Regions from separate parts of the Drosophila melanogaster genome. Here region 1 is linked to region 2. Evidence: chromatin contacts called from public Hi-C data. All regions are on one chromosome and are shown on one strand. The core of a region is the stretch at or near the end of the contact, and the rest is flanking DNA. Distances in the headings are between cores, read along the strand shown. Region 1 holds the start of Elp5 (Elongator complex protein 5). Region 2 holds the start of CG9166.

What was found. A called contact is a pair of places that touch in the nucleus more often than the background predicts.
Region 1: a contact with region 2 is called in a Hi-C map of the Kc167 cell line, with 2.1 times the contacts expected there. A contact is called at or near these places in 5 of 107 Hi-C or Micro-C datasets (the Kc167 cell line, the S2 cell line and ovary).

What each region holds. Positions count from the first base shown.
Region 1 is chr3L:2,255,653-2,258,916 of dm6, reverse strand. It overlaps Elp5 (Elongator complex protein 5), which reads right to left and starts at 1,461. Exons shown (of 4, transcript NM_001274393.1): 1 at 1,386-1,461; 2 at 1,115-1,333; 3 at 400-1,045; 4 at 1-337. The coding sequence starts at 1,163. The coding sequence ends at 244. It overlaps CG1275, which reads left to right and starts at 1,494. Exons shown (of 4, transcript NM_206241.3): 1 at 1,494-1,805. It overlaps oxt (peptide O-xylosyltransferase), which reads left to right. Exons shown (of 3, transcript NM_139448.4): 3 at 1-78.
Region 2 is chr3L:1,349,421-1,352,514 of dm6, reverse strand. It overlaps CG9166, which reads right to left and starts at 1,399. Exons shown (of 3, transcript NM_138261.3): 1 at 1,044-1,399; 2 at 726-986; 3 at 1-662. The coding sequence starts at 1,329. The coding sequence ends at 484. All of the region lies in intron 3 of Ptp61F (Protein tyrosine phosphatase 61F), which reads left to right.

The DNA of each region.
Region 1 (3,264 bases), core at 212-2,711, 910 kb before region 2:
TATGTATTCACAAGTTTCTTCGATTTTTTGATTCACATATCAAGTTATCCAAAATAAATGAGCAATTCTACGTGTACTAAGTGGTCGTTCAAAGATTCATTCTGCTCCTCTGGCGAGGTTGAACACACCCCTAGGCGGAACTTTGGGGCCGGAATTCCAGGTATTTTATGGTTTTAGTAGGTTAGACTTAAGGAGACTTAAAGCCAAGGCTATTTGTACTGCCGTTCGCTGCTGGCGGGCAGCCTAGATGCACAGATCCTCGTCCGGATCCTCCTCGTCGAAATCGTCGTCGGCATCGGGCGTGTATATTATGTTTCCCTCAGACGGCTCGGATGTGCTATCATATATACGAACATATCAATAAGGAGATGTAACGCATAGAGAATGGTTACCACTCACCGTTCGTATGGCAGGGTGAGTGCATTGCGGGCCAACACTTCATCCTCGTCAAGCTCGATTTTGAAGGTGCTGCTGGCCGGCTCTGTGGTCTGCTCCGCCTCGGGCGAGGGCTGCTTGGGGGAGGCACCTGCAGGCAGTCCTCCGTCCAGCGGCGTCACCTTGAACTGGGTTTTGCTGACTTCGCAGGAGTAGCGCCTGTTGGACACCCCTCCGCCCGGCTTGCGTGATATCAGCGAGAGTAGTTTGTCCGATTCCAGTCGGAGGACCAGCTCGGCCAGGTACTCGCAGCCAGCCAGGATGTAGTCGGCATGCGGATCCTGCAGGTGCTGCGGGGAGGCCCAAAGGAAAACCCGACGCACATTGTCCGAGCGGCGTAGGCGGTTGAGGAAGCCAAATATGAAAGCAGGCGTCTGGTAGCACAGCAGGTCTGCCAATGTTGGCAGGATGACGTTAAAGCCAGTGGAGTTGGAATCCGTAGTACTCCCAGTGTTGTTGTTGGCGTACTTGTCGATCAGTGCCTCGAAGGTGGCCACGTGCTTAAGGCTGACGCCGGTGGGCAGGGCCTTGATGGTATCCGCCCCCTGTCCCTGCTCGTGCAGCAGACTGCCGATGAACTTGGGGGCAATGCGCTCCCGATTTAGCTCATCTGTGGATGAGGCGGGAGATTGGTGGTCGCATTATTTGGCAGACGATGGGGTAGTCAGTGTGTACTCACCTATTACGAGGACCACTTTCTGCTTGGTCACCACCAGGTTGGAGAGCATTTTGTTAGCATTTATTGTGGGACTACCTAAATATTATTTTAAATTGAAGCTTTTTGTTGGAGCTGCCAGTGCTGCCGAGCTAAAGGCGTTAGCGTGTTTCAGTCGTGCTCAATGGGCCACACTGGCGGCATAAGGGAATCCAGGGTCTCGAAGTAAATGTTTTCCAAGCTCTAGTTAAATATGAATATAAAGTTTGTAAATTTTTAAAATTAAAACTCACACAGTCAGTACTTTCTATCATCATGTGAACGTATATTAAATGCACACTATTTTTTCAGCACACGCAGCTACAGTATGATTCTCGCATCCCTGGTTGTCCCGCTTTTTTCCAAATGAGTAAACAGAAAATCGAAGCGGTTAACAGATCGAGTTACAGTTTAAAACCCTTTGATAGTGAAAGTTTGACCGTGTCCTTGACTTGCTGTACTAAATTAAGTATCAATGAATGTGCCGCTTTAAGTTTAACTTGTTAATAATAATGCTGACGTAGTAAATTCGCACAGCATTCCGCTCTCTTATGCTGCCAAATTATCTCTTTGTGTTTGTGCCGTTTCTGTTTGTGTTCTTGCCTCTTCCGTTGAAGACATTTTGGAAATATTCCAAACAAAACACATTATTGGATTACTGATTCATTTCAAATCTGTAAGTTTACCTGTTTCTATTTCAACTACGTCTTTAAATGTAGTTTACAAACAGTTATAATTTGGTTGTGGCTTTCCATTAATATAATATCCAACAAGTGGTTTTTCTACAGTGGTGTGAGCCCGAAAGTTTGTTTGCATGTGTGCTTCGGCGTTTACAGTTCTGAGCTTCCAACGAAAAGCTCGTGGAAATGCCAAATGAAATGGCCAAGTGCGGCAGAGTGGGCGGGGCTTTAGGGCTTTCACGCCCACGCAGCCTGTGCAGAATTTCCACGGCTTTTCCTCCATATGGAAGGCCCAGCTTCCTGCATTTTAAGCAGTTTGTTCAACAAGTAGAGTAAAGTGCGTGGCAGTAGCCACGAAAATCAGAAGTAATCGCGAAAAACCCATCGTCATCGCTTTAAAGTCACTAATTGCTGCTAAAGATAAGAGCAGGCGGTATTGAAACAGGCATTATCTGAGCAGAGTGAAGCATCAATCAAGTATACGCCATGTTGTTCTCACTGGGTGAGTTGAAGTGCACATACAGTCATTATTGCACAGCATGAACTTAAGCTCTTTAAGAGGGAAAGCTACTTGTTGTCCTTAAAGGTTTCACTTTACTGTAGATGTACTTTCGAAACTAAGAACAATATTGAAATAGTTGTTACTAACAAATTTTACCCAAAAACTTTTTGTAAACCCTTTTACGTTTTGGATTCCACTCCTTCTGGCAAAAAGTAGTTCCAATTGAAGCAGTTCCACTGCACCATCCCATTACTATGCACAGAACATCAAAGTCAAAGTCGCAATTGAAATGCCGCGCAGTGACAATGGTTTGAATAGATCCGAGGAATGCGAAATGCAAATAATCATCAATGCACCCCCTTCCCAACCAGAAGCGATCGACCTGGTCCGGCATACTAACCAGCATTCGTTGGCACCCAAAGCCAAAGGCAAAGTCAAAAGCAAACCCAACCCCACTGGAATCCTATCCGCATCGAGAACCAAACAATTATCCACACCGAAATGAGCAATATGTGTGTGCGATGTCGCATGCGAGAGATTTGCGAGCGGAAAAAGCTTTTCCTAACCATCGCCGGGCGGCGGCTGGAAAACTTTAAATTCAGTTGCGCATTGCACGCCGAAGTGTTCGGTTGTATTAACGGGGTGTCGTGCGGATTAGTTACTAGTAGTTAGTTACTAGCATTTACCAGTGTTTTTGTGCTGTGTCTTAGGGCAATTAACACCGTCCATTATACGTTGCATGTCTTTTTGTGGTTGAACCATTGGTGAATTATTGATTTAAAGTGCACAGACCATGTCGAAGGACGCGGACGTGGAGCAGGCGACCAAGCCGGAGAGCGGAGTTGTCCAGGTGGAGCCAGCGATTCCGGAGCAGCCACAGGCCGCCGTTCCGACCACCATCTCCACGGCGACCACAGTGATCGCGGTGACTAATGGGGAAAAGCCAGCGGCAG
Region 2 (3,094 bases), core at 150-2,649:
ACATCACATATCAAATATATAACAATTTGATTGTGACATTTCATAGATATAAGGGAATCTGCCTTTATTCTCTGAAAAGAAGAGTTATTTTCATTTTTTGCAGTATACTTTAGTGCGCACTTGTTATTATCAGATTTTCAGAAATAGGTGGCGCTAGCGTCGCTTGGCCATCTACAAAAGAATTTAGCTCCTGTTTGGAAATACTGCTGTCATATTCTGACGGATTATGGCTATTATTGCCCTATTAGAGCTCGATGTTAATAAAAATTACAGTTATTTTAAAGATGGCTGCCTGAGCGAATGCACCCAGTAAGAAACTAGAGATGGGCGATCGCATAGTTATTTTGGCCGTGACACGAGAATAACAAGTCTGACACGAAATATTTATTCATACCTTATTGTTTTTCCAAATCACACTGCAAGTGATCTCGCACGTACGCAGCTCTAAAGAGTTTTTTTTTATTAATAGTGAAATGTATTATTTTACGTCTTTAGTTTCGATTTGTCTACGAAAGAAAGGGGTGTTTGAGCCATGAAAATATCGCCATAGGGATTGGTGGGTTTTTGGCTTTCGCGGTCGAATTCGGAGCCAATGGCCCACAGCGACTCCAGATCGTATTCCTCGCGAGCACTCGGTGAAAATATGTGCAGGGCAATGTTGCCTAAAAGGAAACGGAACGTGTTAGAGCGGAGAAACCGGAATATGCATTTATTTCAATACCCACCCAAGTCCATGGCCATCCAATCCCGGCTCTTATCGCCCTCGATGCGCGGCAATATGTCACCCTTGCCCCGCTTGATCTTGAACATTCGGCGCACGAACTCCGCGGTGGACAGCATGTGTCGGTAACTGCGACCACTGCAAACCACCAGGTGGTCAACGTACTTCAGGTTCTCCGGCACGTAGCAGACGAATATGTCGTCCACATTCTCCTTGCGGAGCAGCTCCACCAAGTCCTCAACGTCGAACACTCCGCGAACACCTCCTGCAAAGGGAAACAAAGGCTTAAATTTCTGCTCTCCCTGGACGATTGCCAACCTACGCTTTAAATTGAGGCCGTAATAGTGATCCAGCTCCAGGTCCGGCTCTGGAAGTTGCTGCTCCTGGTGGCGTGCCTCTTCCACATCAAAAATCTCCGTGGCTTCCTCATCGCGGAATATTTTGTACTTGTCTTGCACGCCGGCAACCAAAGTCTTTTCGGGATTGCCTTCGATTTCCTGGCCCTTCGCTGCCTGTTGTGGCGGCTTGGAGAACTCGTGGTGGAAGCAACGCAGGACAGGCACACTCAGGCGCCTGTCGTGCACTAGGCGGAACACGCGGGTCAGCATTTTGCTTTGGCTTCTTTCTGTTGTTATTAATAAATTGGGTAACAGTTGTTGATTCGATACTTTTGGTATTACTCGATAACACTGGTCAACGATGAGCGATTGTAATATCGGTATTTTAAAGTATTTGAACCCAATTTTCTTATCAGAATTTTTCTATTTTACTTTTAAAATATTTTATTTTATTTTTTTTATTTTATTTTTATTTAAAATATTTTATTTCAATTGTTTTTATATTGTTATGTCTTTAGTTAAGTATTTAATTTTATATAAATTATAGAAAACTTATCCCGAATGTTATATTATGTTTCAGTAAAGTTCTAATTTCTGCGCAAGCACTTTAGTTTCAGTATGTGTTCTATTGCTCTACAGCGCCTGGTCACATTATTTGATGGTGAAAATATCGATAGACGTAACTAATATTTCAGAATAATAATGTCGCAGATACAATATATTGTGTTTGGCTTGCATTTGTAAATAGGAATCACCATAAGAGAATATAATATGTAATGCGATCAATATAGTGATGTACAATCGAACTATCACTCGGTATCGCACTGCAAATACCGATAGTATTTCGCAAGCTCAAATATTCGATACATCGACACTGTCGTGAGTTGTCCAGCTCTAGTTCTCCTCTGAAATTAACCAGCCGCCTGATAACCAAATTAAAAGTTATTAAATCGGAACAAATCGCAGCAAAGTGTGCACAATGAGCGAGCAGAAAACGAGTGGGAGTGGGTCGGCGGCCGCTGCCCGTCTGCAAATCGAGGCGGAGTACAAGGACAAGGGGCCGCAATGGCATCGCTTCTACAAGGTAATTGGCAACAACAACTGCGACTGCACTGAAAACTGGTTACAAACTGGACGAATGATTGTGGCACAGTTCGATTCGCCAAGGATTCGCAACGGATGCGGAGTATACACCTTTCCACAGCTCCTTGGCGCTCCGATTTCCACGAAAATGTGATGAGTGCGCAAAAGGCTTCTGCAGATGCCTCCACCACCAACACCAGTGCAGCGGCGAGCTTTACGTGTGTGCGTGTGTATTGTGTGTCAGTGCTGTTGTTGTTGCAGTTGTTGCTTTAACAGCCAGGCTTTGGCCAAAAACAAAAACCCATGGAAAAGAATGTACAAACAGAATAGCACCAACACACATACACGCACACCTGCTGCACTTTACTTTGCATTCTCCATCGAACGCGTGTGTGTGTGAGTTCGTGCGTGTGTATTGGCCTGTATTTGGCATATTTATGCTTGTTATTCTGCCATACCTTTCCCCAAAAACGCTTTCCTTTGACTATCAATAGAGCGCTTGAGCTATTCCGCGAATTCTCGTTTGGCCAAATCAAATTGGAGGCGATTTCTGGGAAGCTCGTTGTGTTTGTGATTGCCGTCCCCCAAAAACAAAATACAATTCGTGGAGGGGTGACAGTGCTCTCCACTGAAGAACTCCTCTAACGCGCGCACACACACACACACCCGCTCGCGTTGAGCAGGAGAGAGAGGCTCACGCACACAGGGGCACAAAGGGCATGCGTCTGGTTTTTTGAGTCTCGCTTTGGGCTGCTTCTGGTTGCCTGTCGGAATTGGAGTCGGAATCCTCTCCTTGCCCCTTCTTCTCTCCTCCTCCACCTCCACTCGTTCTTTATAGCCAGTTCCGGCGAACTGTCTTCAGCTGCTACTCCTCCTCCTCTGTTCCTCTGTGCCTCTTTCAGCGCTTCCACTCACTTGAATTGGGATTTCACGGAATTCCACTCCGCAGTTA